Linked DNA regions of Mus musculus: all the other regions are linked to region 3. The links are chromatin contacts, called in public Hi-C, HiChIP or PLAC-seq and promoter capture Hi-C maps. All regions are on one chromosome and are shown on one strand. The core of a region is the stretch at or near the end of the contact, and the rest is flanking DNA. Distances in the headings are between cores, read along the strand shown. Region 1 holds the start of Trpm7 (transient receptor potential cation channel, subfamily M, member 7). Region 2 holds the start of Usp8 (ubiquitin specific peptidase 8). Region 3 holds the start of Dtwd1 (DTW domain containing 1). Region 4 holds the start of Cep152 (centrosomal protein 152).

Region 1 (3,752 bases), core at 730-3,229, 720 kb before region 3:
CTCTGGCTGTCCTGTAACTTGCTCTGTAGACTTTAAACTCATAGATCACCTGCCTCTGCCTCCCAAGTGCTGGGATTAAAGGCGTTCCCCACAACTGCTTGGCTCTTTTCTCTTTTTAAGATTTATTTATTTATTTTATGTATATGAGTACACTGTAGCTGTACATATGATTGTGAGCCATCATGTGGTTGCTGGGAATTGAACTCAAGACCTCTGGAAGAGCACAGTGCTCTTAACCTCTGAGCCCCATCTCTTTAACCCATAGCTTTTCCTTTTTAACCAGAATTATAAAGTTAACAAGAAATAAAGTACTTTCATTTTGTTATATTTTGATTTTCTTTTTTGTCCTGTCTTCTAGATTATAAAGATAGTCAAGTCACAAAATGTATAAACCCAGTTGAAATTTCAAAGATAAATAGTTATTGAATGATCACATGTTAATCAAGATCCCTGGAATATTCATCAGATACTGTTACAACATGTATATTAAGACATTTTTTTATTTTTATTTTTTGAGACATAGTCTATGTGGTTTTGGCTGGCCTGGAACTTGCTATGTTGACCAGATTGGCCTTGAACTCACAGAGATCAGCATGCCTCAACCTCCCAAGTGCTAGGATTAAAGACATGTACCACCATGGCCAGCACTTGAAGCACTTAAAAACACTGCTCCTCCTAGGCCTACAAGGTGGGGAATGCCTGAAGATGATTTATAAGCACCACAAAACTTGTAAGAGAAAGAGTGAGTGGCTGGATTAGTTTGTTGAAGAGGCTTGGCTCAGTGAACTGTGGGTCATATTGCTTGGGAGATAATAACTATGCAGCATGGAAGAAGCTAAACCAAACCAAGGTACGTGCACATTGTAGGAAACTTCAGCTAGTCCATCCACAGTCCATCTATAGACACAGAGCAGGCTAGTGCAGTTGGCTCGCCCTATACCTAGGTTCTAGGTTGACTCAACCAACCAAAGAAGGAAAATAATTGGAAATAAAATTATACTGAACATTTTATTAATCTAAAGAAATACACATTTGTATTTTGTTAGGTTTTGCATCTATTGATTTAATGTATACTTAAAGATGTATATCTAAGGCAGGAGGATTACAGTAAATTTGAGATTAGCCAGAGTTAAAAGAGGAAAGATAGAGGCAGAACAGCCCTTCAGGCAGAGGAGCCTTTAAAATTGTAAGAAAAAATGTCTCTAGGTCTCTGTAGGGAATTGGTTCCAAGACTCTCCATACCCATAATATACATACAGAAAGATGATGTGCCAAAAGCAGGTTTGGTTTTGTGTTTTTAAGATGGTGTCATTCTAATCCTCGATAGCCTGGAATTTACTGCAGTCCTCTTGCCTTAGCCTTCGGAGTGCTGGGATTACAGGCATGTGCCACTACTCCTGATCTAAAAAAAAACAAAAAACAAAAAACTTTCAGGATGGCAAAAGCCGGCAATCCCAGCAGTGTGGGGTTAAAGGCAGAATCCATAGTTCAAGGTCATTTTAGGCCAGGCGCCTGGGCTACAAAGGAACTCAAATAACACTAAATGTCTGAAATTCCAGTTCTGGAGGATCTAGCACGGTCTTCTGAGGACACTGCACACATATGGTACACAGACATACATGAGGCAAAACACACATACACCTAAAATAAGTCACTAATAATAGCAGTGTTGATAAAAAAAAAAAAACGGATTGCACCCTTGATGGGAAAGGATAACGTGCGGGAAGAGATCGCTAATAACCAACGTAGACAGATGCGATAGCAAAAGAAACAGACAAGCGTGCGCGGCCGGGAGCTAAGTTTTGGCGAAGCCGGGGAATCTGGTCATTAAAGCGGAACAAGTTCTCGTGGACAGAGGCAGGGGAAGCCGAAGCCAGCAACACCAGGGAAAGCAGCAGCTCGGCGTTTCCCGGCCGGCGGAGCTTAGGGGCAGGCCGCAGTAAGCGCGCCCTTCACGTGACACGCCCTCCGCGCGACGCACTCGACGGCCCCGTCACGTGGCTGCCGCGGCCCCGTCTCCGGCGGAGGCGGGCGCGGGCGCGTCCCTGTGGCCAGTCACCCGGCGGAGCTGGTCGCACAATTATGAAAGACTCGACTTCTGCTGCTAGCGCTGGAGCTGAGTTAGTTCTGAGAAGGTTTCCCGGGGCTGTCCTTGTTCGGTGGCCCGTGCCACCGCCTCCGGAGACGCTTTCCGATAGATGGCTGCAGGCCGCGGAGGTGGAGGAGGAGCCGCTGCCCTTCCGGAGTCCGCCCCGTGAGGAGAATGGTACGGAGCCGGGCCTGGCGCGGGCGGGCCTCGCGGGAGCCTGGGCGGCGCTCCGGGGAGCTCCGTGACCCTCCGGGCGCCACCGCTCGCAGCGGAGCCGTCACGGAAAGGGAGGGAGGGCTGGGGTGGTGTGGCAAGGAGAAGGGCGCGGGTTCCGAGCTGTGACTTGGTGGCTGTGCCGCAGACGCTCTACAGGTACATTTTCTACTATTATTTTGTTTAATAGAACGGGAGCGATTTTGACGGTGTAGACTGCGATGTGGTTCGGGGTTTTGTTTAGCAGGCGACAGGGAAGGGACAATTCCTGGGAGGCTGAGACCGTGCGTTGCCAGGTCTGCGTCGAACTACCTCATCTGTTGTCCCAGACAGTTTGAAGCCAATGTGCAGACTGGAGGGAGTCGGTGTGTTGCAGCGTTGGCTAGAGCTTTTGTTGTTAAGGCCAGGAACCGGATTTGGAGAGTTCTTACAAAGAAAGCCATTTAGATCTAGGATCTGAGCAGGAAAGGCATTCCTGCTCAGTAGTTTAACTTGATAGGCTTTATGCAAACTGGTGTTTCTTTGCCGAAGTCAGACAGGTTTAGTTTTCTGCCTTTTCTTTATTTTTGAGACAAGGTCTCGCTTGTGACCCTGGCTGGCTTGGAACTCACTGTGTAGACAGACCAGGTTGGCCTTAAACTCAGAGATCCGCTTACCTCTACCTCCCAAGATTAAAGACGTGCGCCACCATGTCGGGCTAGGGCTAGGTTTAGAAGTGTCTTACTTATAAAGTACATGTGAATAAATACTGCATTTCTCACTTTCGTTTGTAAAGTTATTGAAGACTACTTTTTTTTTTAAAGATTTATTTATTTATTATATGTAAGTACACTGCAGCTAGCTGTTTTAAGACACTCCAGAAGAGGGAGTCAGATCTTGTTAGGGATGGTTGTGAGCCACCATGTGGTTGCTGGGATTTGAACTCGGGACTTTCAGAAAAAAACAGTCAGTGCTCTTAACCGCCGAGCCATCTCTCCAGCCGCTGAAGACTCCTTTTATTTGAGACTGGATTACACACAGCCTAGGCTGGCCTCAAATCCTGAGTCTATCATTGAGTTCCTTATCCTCTTGCGTCCATCTCCTGAGCTCTGGAATCACAGGTGTCTGTCGCCTGGCTTTTCCTAGTTTCTGAAAGGAAAGTTAAAGTGCCTCTGTCTCCGCTAAATCATTTCATTTAAATACTTGTGGCTTTGATTTAAGGGACTCTACTGGAGGGTGAGTTGAATCCAAGTGCCTTGAAAGCCGTTAAGCACAGAGTATTCAGTGATATATCTAGTTTTTCATTTTAGATGGTAAACAGCATACATTTGAACATACTGGTTACATATTTTTTAAAACGTTTTCATTAACAGATGAAAGATCCCCCCCCCCCAAAAAAAAACAATAGCTTTAGTTTTGTAAGTAATTCACCGTATATGGCACATAGTATTGTTTGGACATGCATAAACTT
Region 2 (3,762 bases), core at 951-3,450, 560 kb before region 3:
GGGAAGATCGTCGGCAACAAATGGGAAGCCTACCTGGGTCTGCTGCAGGCCAAGTACACGGAGGGGGATGCCCTGGACGCTCTGGGCCTAAAGCGCTACTGCTGCCGCCGCATGCTGCTAGCACACGTGGACCTGATTGAGAAGCTGCTGAACTATGCACCCCTAGAGAAGTGACCGCTGGAGCCTGCCCTCCTCTGTCTCCTGCTGGCCACGGGCAGCCTGTCGTGCTATGTTCAAACTGAGCTATTGGGGATGTTGGTGTATTGCCTGGCTGTGGCCCTGTGGCTAAGTCCTGTTACCCTGGAAGGAACTGTTTAGTAAAGATGTTTGCAGAACCACCAAAAAAAAAAAAAAAAAAAAAAAAAAAAGAAAGAAAATCAGGATGCTAAGTATATAATGAATAAAATTTGATGTGTTGGCTTTACATTACAACTGGTTTACAAAGCCATCTGGATTCGGTTCCATTCTTATCAACAAAAGATCAGGATGATTAATAAGGCTCAAGTAAATAAATCAACAAGTTAAAGAATAAAAAGAAAACCTTAAATATTTTTGTTAGTTTATCTTATCCATTGTTATCTCAAAAACTACAAGTCACAAGCTATTCATTATTCATTCCTCACAGGCTTACATTACTACTGCAAGATCCGTGCAATGCCCAATATCTGGGCAAAAGAGCAGGAATATACATTTTAGGATCAACAGTGATACAGTGGCATAATTAAGTTATATACTAATTCATATTCTTAAATAAGCATACATACAGCCAACAGCACCTTAATTAGGCCAGTGCTCTATAGATGAGAAACTACCTAAATCCAACATGATTGACTTTCACCAGGGAGTCTTAAACAGAAAGAGTGAAATACTAAAAAAAAAGCAGATATCTTTAAAACAGAAACAAAAACCAAAAACTACCACCACCAACAATACACCGAGCCTGGCAGTGGTGGGCAGCACTCGGGAGGCAAAGGCAGGCAGAACTTTGAGATCAAGGGCAATCGTGGTTTAGAGTGAGTTCCATAATAGCTATGGCTGCACAGACAAACTGTCTCGAGAAAAAAAAGAAAGAAAGTAAGAAAAAAAGAAAGAGAATAAAGCCACCAAAACCAAAAAATAACACATGGAATTTTTAATGAAGTAGGATAATATACACAACTAAGAATACTCTAAGATTTAAAAAGAATACCCTTGCCAGGAGTGGTGCTTGATGCAGTTTTATCCATCTCTGGAGCCAAGGGAGGAAGGTTTCAGTGAGTTTGAGACAAGTCCTGTTTACATAGTAAGACCTTGTGGGTGGTGGCGGGGAACAACCAAGAATTACACCCTTTAGCTAGGCATCGTTTTGATCCGAAACCCTAGAGCTTTTTAATAAATATGAAACTCCTTAGATTCTGCAACACCTCTGTGAGTCACGTAAATATTTCTTGAATGACTGACTCAAGGTCATAGGCAGAAAGCAAGAACAAAACATAGGAACAGGGTCTGCAGCTTTGTGGGTAAAGGAATATCATTGTGATTTGGGGTTGACAACTCTCTCGGTACATCAGATGTGAAGGGAACTTGTCAGTGCCACAAGTCTACAAACGAAGAAACATTTTTAAGAAAAGAAAATGCCCTCTTTGAAGAAGTTTTAAGTGTGGTGAGTTTACTTAACTCAATTTTTGTACTTCACTGAAAACATGCGTGACCCGGGTAAAGGGGAATAGGGAAAACATGACAAATGGTCGTATTAAGGCCTGGGGTTGTAGGTAGCACAAAATGAGAAAAAAGGAAGCAAAAGGAAGGAGTCCAAAGTTGGGTCTAGTGTCCAACAGAAAGGAGAACTGGTCAAGGCCACCCTCTGAGACCGGCAAACTACATCAAACTCGCTGGGCACCGTAGGAGGGGGACGGGAGCGACCAAGAGTCGGGCCCTCCCTGGACCAGCCAGTTGTCTGGGGTTGTCCCACCCCTCCGCGGACAGGGCTCGTCTCCCGGATGACCAGCAGCTGGAGGACGCCTTCCCCAGGAACCGGGGCCGGAGCCAGGCCGCACTCACCGCAGCGCCCGCGCTCCGCTAACACCGGCCTCCTCGCCTGACGCCCATCGCCCACCACCAGAAGGAGAACGAGCCTTCGCTCTCAGACGCACGGCAGCGCAGCTCATCCCCTCTTCCCGATTCGCATTGCGTGGCGACGGGTCGCGTCTCGAAACGTCACGGCGAGGGCGGAGCTTCCAGTGAACCCTGTAACTCCGCCTTTCTGTCCCGTAGGGAGGGACATCAGGGCGGCCCTCTCCGGAAGGGTGAGCGCCGAACCGGCCTGAGCATGCGTCGGAAGGACAGTTTGAGCTGGTGCGGGACGGAAGCGCGCGTGCTGCGCTTCCGGTGTCCTCGCGCGTCTCTTTTCCGGGTGGAAGTCAGTTCAGATTGTGTCACATTGTGACTTGGAGCTGTCCACGGAGGAATCGAGGATATTTTGGCGCCTCTCAATAGTGCATTTTTCCCGTCAGATCGGACATTAGGGGGAAAATACGGGGAGAGGATTGATACCTTCTAAAACTTGGGAATAAACATTCTCCAAAGCCAAGCCTCTGGTTAAAGAACAGACGTGTTTGGAAAACACATTGCACAAACACCGTCAACATTTCCAAAAGGACCAGTCTTACAAAGCTGGGGTTTGAACTCTTTGGAGAGTTGTCTTGTGGAGAAAAGATGGGCTACTCGTGGACATAAAAATTGCTTAAGAGTGGAGTTGTTTTCCCTGGTCACTAAATCCGTTGGGACAGTCCAACTTTTTAATGCATGTCAAATCTAAAAGCACAGCTCTACTAAGTATATAAAATGAAAATACTTAGCAGATAGGCTGCCATTAAACGTTAAAGAGTAGTAAGCATCCAGTCTACCAACCTTTAAAATAAACCTTAGTTTCGTTTCCATTACAATTAGCTACATGCAAAGGTATTCTTGTGCTGGGCGGTGGTGGCACACGCCTTTAGTCCCAGCACTTGGGAGGCAGAGACAGACGGATTTCTGAGTTCGAGGCCAGCCTGGTCTACAGAGTGAGTTCCAGGACAGCCAGGGCTACACAGAGAAACCCTGTCTCGAAAAACCAAACCAACCAAACAAACAAAATCTTGCATTTCTCCTTTAAAAAATCAACACTAAATTATATACTATTTGTTCTCCCTAGACAAGTAAAGACTGGTGTGATTTGATACCGTGCAATGCTGGGAACTACTGGATAAAAGCCTCAAATGTTTTTTTTTTCCCCCTCATAATTAAGGAAGAAATTGTTTTTTTGAGGATGGATTATTTTAGGAAAATGTTTTTTCTCTGCTCAGCTTTGTGGAATTGAGTAAGGAAAGAAAAACTTAGAGCTGAATGTGAGAATAAGTATAAAACACATGGAGAACATTTTGGGGTGCTCTGACAATTGGAAGGAGGTAGGACTGAAAGGAAGAGAGACATCATTGGAGTGTATCAGTGAAAATTTTCTCTGAGCCCAACAAGATGCGTGAAGTCCTTACCAGGTAAACTTGGCAATCTGAGTTTGATTCCTGGAAAACACACACACACACACACACTCACGCACACACATGAGTTGTATACACACATGTGAGTTGTCCACACACACACACACACACACTCATGCACACTCACTCACACACGTGAGTTGTCCACACACACACATACTCACACACACGTGAGTTGTATACACACACACACACACACACACACACGAGTTGTCTTTTGATCTCCATGTGCTTCCCCTCCCAGAGA
Region 3 (3,797 bases), core at 277-2,776:
TGTCCCCTGAGATCTGTGGGCCACACAAGCAAATCAAATGCATTTGAAGAGGGGATGAAGGACTCTCAGCTTGTAGCTAGTTGGAAGGGAATTCTGATGGTTCAGTGTGTGACTTGGAAGAGGCTGGGACAATTTTGTGACTGAATTGTCAGCCTGTGGATTCTGACATTGTCTCCAGTAGTATATAATAACAATCAATGACAACAAGGACATAGATGCATGTAAGTATACCTATACTTAACATCAAATACGTGCAGGGCGATGCAGCTGGAGTTGGGTGGGGGAGAGTTGTAAAGAATTAGAAAACAAGGGCGGTTCCTAGGGCAAATAACTAGCATCCTGATGGTCTACTCTGCAAATTGGGCTGAAAAACTTTTTTTTCCACTCAATTTCTCTAAAAATAATGATACTTATGCAGTTTCATCCTGTCTGCTTTGCACATAACATCTATTTTTAGGCTCAAAGTCAGATTCTAACTCAGTTATAAACTCACACAAAGACAATCTTTTACACTTCTGACTACTTATCCCTGGGTCCACATATTTGATATGGACAAACATATTCATTTGGAGGCACTTTTCAATGAGGCAAAAGTACAACTCTTTCCGATTTACCTATTCTTGATTTTTTTTAGATAGATTCAAATACTTATCAACTAAATTGAAACCACTCTGTAGAAGGCATCCAGGACTTATCTTTCTACTCAACTTTGGGGCACTACACAGATCGGCGGAACAAGGCTACTTTTTCCAACACACTAAGCTGATTTGCCTCCCAAGGGAATATTCTTTAAATTTCTCCTATTTTGAATTGTGGACAAATTCAGGACCAGATAAGACTGTTTTCAATATTTGCTTGTGAAGTACTAAGAACTGATCGTATAATTTGATGAGGTACAATATCCCTCTCGCCCCCCCCCCCCTTTTTTTTAAACATCCAAGATACCACCGCCATTTTTTAAACACAGAACTTGACTCCCTTCCCACAGAACACATTATATGACAGGCGAAATGTCTTGGAAATTTTTGCATTTGGAGTTCAATCATAAACAGCCCTGAAATGCTGCAATCTTGGGCTCTTCATCCTTACCCAACCTCGTGGAACTAGCAACGCAAAGTGTTACTATACTTGTCTCACATTCCCAAGAAATAGACACACAAGAAACGCGTCTGCTTATCGGCTGACGGTAACAGCACACATCTGGTTTCCTTTTCCCGCGACCATGCCGAAACCACGCCAAAGCCTGAATTACAGATCGGTGCTCACAGGGAGCTGGCCTTGCCAGGAGTGAGCAACGCCGACTCGGGAAGCCTAATAAGGCTTCATTTAGGCCCCAGACCACTCAAGTCTTGCCCCCACGGGCACGCCACACGCAGCACTAGCCCGCAGTGAGACCTCCGCTGGGCCTGGCCGGCGTCCGGCCCGAGCCACCCGACCCGAGGGGATGCCGACCTGCACCACGCTCAACTCTCGGTCCGTACCGCCTCCGCTCCACGCGCTCCCCCCCGGAGCGCTTTCCGCAGAACACCGGAGGGCGGGGCCTGGCGGTTGCCAGGGCCACGGGGAAGCTGACCACGGCGCATGCTCAGAGGGAGAATCCCGTGGGCGAGCAGGAGGAACTGGTTCGGAAGTCCCGCCTTCGCTTCCCGGGTGACCTGTTCCAAAGGAACCGTCAGCTTCCTGCTGTGCCGCCCGTTGTGGGCCCCCAGCGCAACTGGGGACGTGTTCCGGAACAGCCTTTTCGAAAGTAGTTTCTGTGAGTTAGTGAGGAGCTAGTAACACCGCTTTACCTCCCCAAATACTATATTTACGAGATCTCAGACTTGTAGCTTTAGGTGGTTGGTAGTTCAAGCTTGATAGACTTCTTAGGAAAACCGTTTATGCATTTTGTGCTTTGCTTACAACACGCAGAGTTGACACCTACTGTATTTTTCTTTTATTTTTTTTTAAAGTCTAATATATGTGGATAAGTGATTAAATTATTTTTCTATGCTCCACCTCAAAGAAACCTAAACAATAGTTGTTAAATTAGAAACAAAACTGTCATATATCAAGCAATTTGTTTAATGAGTGGAGAATTATGAAATTAACCAATGGGAGAAAAAGAACAGCCTTGTGTGTAATCACGAATGACAAGCCAGGACACTGATATTTACCACACCAGAATTTATATAAAAGTTTTAACAGAAAAATAGACAATGGTTAACATGAATTCCCAGGATCACACCTGTAAGTAGGAGAAAGGCCCATTTCCAGCCTGGTCATGAGTGGTAGCTTCTACTTGAATAGGAGAGACAGAGACAGACAGACAGAGAGACACAGAGAGGAAGAAGAAGAAGAAGGAGGAGGAGGAGGAGGAGGAGGAGGAGGAGAGAGAGAGAGAGAAGAGGAGAGGAAGAGAAGAGAAGGGAAGGGAAGGGGAAGGAAGAAGGGGAAGGGAAGGGAAGAGAGAGGAGGAGAGGGGAGGGGAGAGGAGAGGAGAGGGGAGGGGAGGGGAGGGGAGAGGAGAGGAGGAGAGGAGAATCCCTTCTGTCACTCTTAGCAGACTGAATAGGTCCCTTAATGTTTTGGAGACCTCAACTCGAGCCAAACTGGTATTCCTGATTTGGATACAGAAAAGGAATTTCAGAACTAGTGAGAGTGAGGTAGAAATTAGACCATGGATATTTGAATTTAGACTTTAAGCAAAAATGTTTTAATAAAGAGAGGCATGCAGAACAAAAGTCATTCTAAATGTCAGCCAGTCCACTATACCTTCACTTATCAAAACAGAAAAAGAAGTTACTAACCTTTTGAGACGCAATGTGAGAGCCACCAGAATGGTATTCATATATGTTGAATGCTAAAACAGTTGAGAGTCTACTTTGAGACCCACATTGACATGTCTACCTGCCTTAGGAATTAAGCTTTAGTTATTTGTGCACAACATCACAGTTAGGCATCAAACAGTGAGGGCCTGAACATCAGAAAATGGGATATTTGACTTTTAATTGTTAGCCCTTTCAATTTTTGGCTTTGTTATTGTCATCTTTACACCTTGCCCTGGAAGTGCTTACATGTTAAGTATGGGTAGTACAGGAAACATTATGACAAATTTTAGGAACCTCAAAAGAGGCTGGGGGAGTCCATGAAGCCAAATCCTGATGAGTGGTTGGAGTCTAGGGAAGAATTTCCAACTGGACAGGGTGTTGCATAGGATATGTCGTTTCACATCTTGACTTATTTATAAACAACAATAAAAACTTAAGTCAAAACTATACTTTAGAGCCAGCAGTGATAACTCATATCTGTATTGGGGAACCAGGAGAATCAAGAGATTGAGACTATCCTAGCACACATAGTAAGTTTCAGGCCAGTCTAGACTGGGGAAGACACTGTCTAAAACAAAATCCCATATTTTTTAAATAATGAAATTATTCATGGCAGAAAGTCATTAGGCTTAGTACATTATACTTAGTAAAGTACTATCCAATAGAACTTTCAGCTGCATGTATGTACATATATACATATGTGCATATATGCATAGATATGGCAAGCATTCCTATGTTCCAATGTTCTAGGTTGCTATGTCTGTGTAACTAATTACTCCAAAGTACAGTAGTTTGAAACAACCATGTGGTCTAGTGCATAATGGATTGTTTTGTTTTCTCTTGTAAGTCAAATGGAAAGACTGAGCATACTATCAGGGTGCCTATTAATACATTCACGACTTGAATTACTTTGAGAATTTCACACAGTGCATTTTGATCATATTCGCCTTCTTTCCTAACTCCTCCCAGATACACCCTCTCCATCCT
Region 4 (3,768 bases), core at 736-3,235, 530 kb after region 3:
ACTGGGATTCTTCACTGATTGAGATAACATAAAGGCAGAGTTGGGGGGTGGTGGTGGAGGGGAGCTTGTCTTGAAGGTCAGCTTCCTAGGGCACAGTGGAGTGAGACCAGAGAAAGCAGGGTCTCCTGCTGGGGTTCTTGGTGTTCTTAGTAAAACAATCTAAGAATGGACTCAAACCAAGCTTGAGGACAATGAGACTTAGAGTTCAAAGCAAAGGTTCAGGGTAGGCAAGCTGTAAATCATGGGGCTGCCCAGAAGAGGAGAAAGAGCCATGCTCTTTGAGTTTGGCTGGTTCACAGGTCAACCACACGGTGGACCAGCAGCAGGATGGGGGAGGGGGAGCTTTAGAGAAAGAGTGAAAAAGCTCAAAGTCCCAGAGAAAACTGACTTGGGCCAGCATCCAAAAGCAACAGCTGGGAAGCAAGAGGAAAAGTTAACACCTGCTGGGCTCAGGACTCACAAAGGCAGGTGGGCCCTGCGGAACTTCGTGGCGGATCCAGACTAAGTACACTAGGGACAGACATCCTGGAAGGAAAAGTACACTATCTCAACACAGAGCAAGTTATCCCCCTATGTCCCCTGCCATTCTCATGCACTATTGCATCGTAGACCTCAGCATGGGGCACTGGACATATCTTTCTCATTAGCCGATACTTGGATCACCTTCGACAAGTGCCATTTCCCCGAAGGCCTTTCATTAGTCTTTTCTTGACCAACATCTTCATTTGCCCATTCCTTCATTTATTCACTAATGAGTTAACACAGTTGTTTTGAGTGCCTAGCATGGGCCATGAAACATGAAGACAAATGCTCAAGTGAATACCCCCAAGACGTTCATATTGTTCTACCAGTGAAGCAGACACACGGTAACAGATCGTAGTAGAAGAGAAATCCATCTTCTCTTGGGGTCGGTATGCACCCTGTGTACAGTGGTAGGGAGATCCAGTTCCACTGAGTGACGTCATGTGTTTCGAGGGCTGAGTGGGTGAGAGGTGGGGCAATTGACTCGAAAAGCAGCCCAGGAGATGGGGTGGGAGGAGGGGAAACAGGAGCCATCCCAGAACTATTGGTAGTGCAGCCTTGTGACTTGGTTCTGTTTCTCTCACTCAAGCTCTTATTCTGTATCAGACCCCTAGCTGAGGGTCAATGTCAGCCGTACAAGGATAGGATGCAGGTGGCAGACTTAGCAAACAGCCAGATTTGGAAGAGCCTTGGACAAGTATCTTACTCCACACGGTACACAGGGGAAAGATTTAAAAAGATGTGGGCATCCAAGTCACCAAGTTCTTGGCATGCACTAGAGCCCTTCTTACCAAAGAAGCCAGAGACAGCAACTGTTCCAGAACTCAGGTCTCGAACATGCCAGGTCCAGCCACCCTCAACAAGCCAATCAAGAGACACACATTAAAATTGAACAGCCAAAGTGATATTTATCCATTGTGTTTGCGATCTCCAAGTTCGATGATATAATGGGATTTAACGACAGGCTAACATCTAAGAACATTCGCGGAAATTCGAGTTTTAGGGAGGAGGCACCTGGGAGCTCCTCCAGTTTTATCAGTAAAGAAACACAAATCTTAACCAGCCAAGTCTGAAGATGATGCCAAATTTAACAACGACCAGGGCTGGCAGTGGCACTTCAGAGAGCAAAAAGGGCCATTGGATGAAACTTAGACGTGTAAGGGGAAAAAAAGGAATGTCCTAGCTAACCTCTGGGAGGGCAAACAGTCCGCCGTATCTAAGCAACCGTAGTCCTCTAGGAGGCTTTTGTGATTGGCTCACTATTTCCCCAATGGAGGCTCCGGGAAGCTTCCCGCCGCCACTGGCGCCCTCTTCGAACAGCCGCGCTCTTGCAACTGCGGGCGACTTCTCAACCGACCTTGTGGGAGGCGGGTTTTCCGCCCCATAGCTCCGCCCAGCCGTCAGGCCCATCGAGCAGCGGCGGCGATTGGAGGAGGCGGCTGCTCGTCGAGTGGCGGGGTTCGCGGGCTAGGGTGTAACCGGGAAGGTGCTCGCGGCTGGAAGTCAGGGCAGCGGGTTGCGGGTTGCGGGAGGTGACTGCGGTCTCCCGGCCAGGCTGGCGGCTGCGGGATCGGGACCCGCGTTCGAGTCTCCTACACCGGGGCTGTGCTTGCTGGCTCCCTTCTCGATCTTCAGCCTGGGCGTCCCATCGGCAGACCTGTGCGCGCCCGTGGTTCTTGGACCCCGGGCCCAGTTCTTTGGTAAGGGCGCTGCGTGAGTACACCCAGTCGAGGGGGCTTCCTGTATTTTGGGGTTACTGTCTTCTGCTCACCTTGGTTTTCCATGCTGCTATCGGTACTACCGAGCTCAAGAGATTGTCATTGCCCCCTCCCTCCGTACTCTTTGTAGTAGGAACAGGATTTGGAAAGTGTCTAAAATAGACTGTTGCGTTCTGGCTGTTTCCACCCTGTAAGAGAAGTTAGTGTGTAAGCTAGTGCGTGCAGTTTTCTAACTCCCAGGGCAATTACATTTAGTCCATCTTGTAGTCATGCATTTTTCAGTGTGATTTAAGCTGAATTTCACTTCGTAGCTTCACAATTCTTGATTGTTTGCATGTAAATAAAGGCTGAAGTTTGAAGCCACAAGCAAAGGATATAAGCCATGCGCTCTGGAAGTGGCCAGAATGCACTTTGGATGGAGCAGGCATCTAGAGGAGGGCGGAGTCCTTATCCGGGAGTTGTAAGGTTTCCCACACCTATGATGTTTTCACCGTTTCATTACTAAAGAAACGGAAGCAGTTACGATTGCACAGCTGCCAGAGCTGAGGATCTTCAGTTCTTAATTGCTTACAGCCATATTACATCCTTTGGGATGCAAACAAACAAACAAACAAACAATTTGGAATGTAAACAAATAAAAAGAGATCTGCCTAAAGACCCTATCTACTCCGGTGGGAGTAGATAATAGTTTCAGCAGTTAAGAGATTGTCAATGCTCTTGCAAGAGGCTGTGAGTTCATTTCTTGCACCCAAATTGTATAGGTCACAACTACGTGTGACTCCGGCTCCAGGGGAATCCTAAGGCCTGTGACCCAATGGATATATTCACTCATAATGATGATGATGATGATAAATATTTTTGGAAAGGAAAATATACACTAAAGTTTGCTCACAAAACAAGTAAATATTTTTCCCTCTATGTGAGGGGGTGGAAGGGGGTGACCAAAAACTACCAGGGACAGTGCTGACAAGTATTGTCAGACAAGTATTGACAAGCTGGGTCAGAGGTGTAAGAGAAGACAGCTGTGCTTCTTGTATTCTTGTAGTGGGGTTAGGAAAAGTTTCCCGGCTAGAGTGAGACTATTAACCAGGGAGCTGTATTTTAGGGAGCACACTGCCCACGTTGATCCCTTGGTTTATGTTTTAAGTGGTCAGCTCTCTGGTCAAGCATAGGAGTAGGCCACTGTTCCTACTAATGGCATAATTTTGCCATATTCACCAAGATACAGTTTTACTATGGCAAATGCACATTGCTATCGATTGTTTTCATGATGATCTGTCAGCACACATCTCACCAGCAATTTATTTATTAAAGCCACAAAAAAACATAGAGTTGTGGCCATTTTCAATGTAGTAGTTGAAGGTAGCACGGTGCTACTTAGAGTACACTTCCTGAATTCTTCATGGACTTAACCTCTGTGTGTGTGTGTGTGTGCGCGCGCGCGCGCGCGCGAGTGGATATTTGTATGGCTCCACCCTGTTAGAGACTGGTATCTGTGGCTGTTCAGTGTTTAGGCCATGCTAGCTGG

What was found. Promoter capture Hi-C pulls out the DNA fragments that hold promoters and counts their contacts. Hi-C and Micro-C count contacts between places; a contact is called where the count stands out from the background. HiChIP or PLAC-seq counts read pairs in DNA pulled down with a chosen protein or histone mark.
Region 1: an H3K27ac HiChIP or PLAC-seq map of thymic regulatory T cells shows a contact between it and region 3, with 8 times the contacts expected there. The contact joins the promoter of Trpm7 here to the promoter of Dtwd1 in region 3. A contact is called at or near these places in 1 of 484 Hi-C or Micro-C datasets (CD4 T cells), 1 of 115 datasets of contacts at active chromatin or transcription factors (thymic regulatory T cells) and 1 of 9 other capture datasets (adipose tissue).
Region 2: a contact with region 3 is called in a Hi-C map of muscle stem cells, with 5 times the contacts expected there. The contact joins the promoter of Usp8 here to the promoter of Dtwd1 in region 3. A contact is called at or near these places in 2 of 39 promoter capture datasets (liver and pre-B cells), 2 of 484 Hi-C or Micro-C datasets (muscle stem cells and uterus), 2 of 115 datasets of contacts at active chromatin or transcription factors (astrocytes and bone marrow-derived macrophages) and 1 of 9 other capture datasets (liver).
Region 4: a promoter capture Hi-C map of pre-B cells shows a contact between it and region 3, with 6 times the contacts expected there. The contact joins the promoter of Cep152 here to the promoter of Dtwd1 in region 3. A contact is called at or near these places in 16 of 39 promoter capture datasets (the 3T3-L1 cell line, the C10 cell line, the HPC-7 cell line and 11 more), 7 of 484 Hi-C or Micro-C datasets (B cells, CD4 T cells, LSK cells and 4 more), 3 of 115 datasets of contacts at active chromatin or transcription factors (astrocytes, embryonic stem cells and large pre-B cells) and 2 of 9 other capture datasets (adipose tissue and liver).

Annotation. Positions count from the first base shown.
Region 1 is chr2:126,874,488-126,878,239 of GRCm38.p6, reverse strand. Trpm7 (transient receptor potential cation channel, subfamily M, member 7) reads left to right here and starts at 1,979. Exons shown (of 39, transcript NM_021450.2): 1 at 1,979-2,266. The coding sequence starts at 2,264.
Region 2 is chr2:126,705,766-126,709,527 of GRCm38.p6, reverse strand. Usp8 (ubiquitin specific peptidase 8) reads right to left here and starts at 2,200. Exons shown (of 19, transcript NM_019729.3): 1 at 2,041-2,200. It also overlaps the pseudogene Gm10774.
Region 3 is chr2:126,149,870-126,153,666 of GRCm38.p6, reverse strand. It overlaps Dtwd1 (DTW domain containing 1), which reads right to left and starts at 1,526. Exons shown (of 5, transcript NM_026981.2): 1 at 1,453-1,526. It overlaps Fam227b (family with sequence similarity 227, member B), which reads left to right and starts at 1,663. Exons shown (of 17, transcript NM_029455.3): 1 at 1,663-1,756.
Region 4 is chr2:125,623,330-125,627,097 of GRCm38.p6, reverse strand. Cep152 (centrosomal protein 152) reads left to right here and starts at 1,985. Exons shown (of 28, transcript NM_001081091.1): 1 at 1,985-2,222.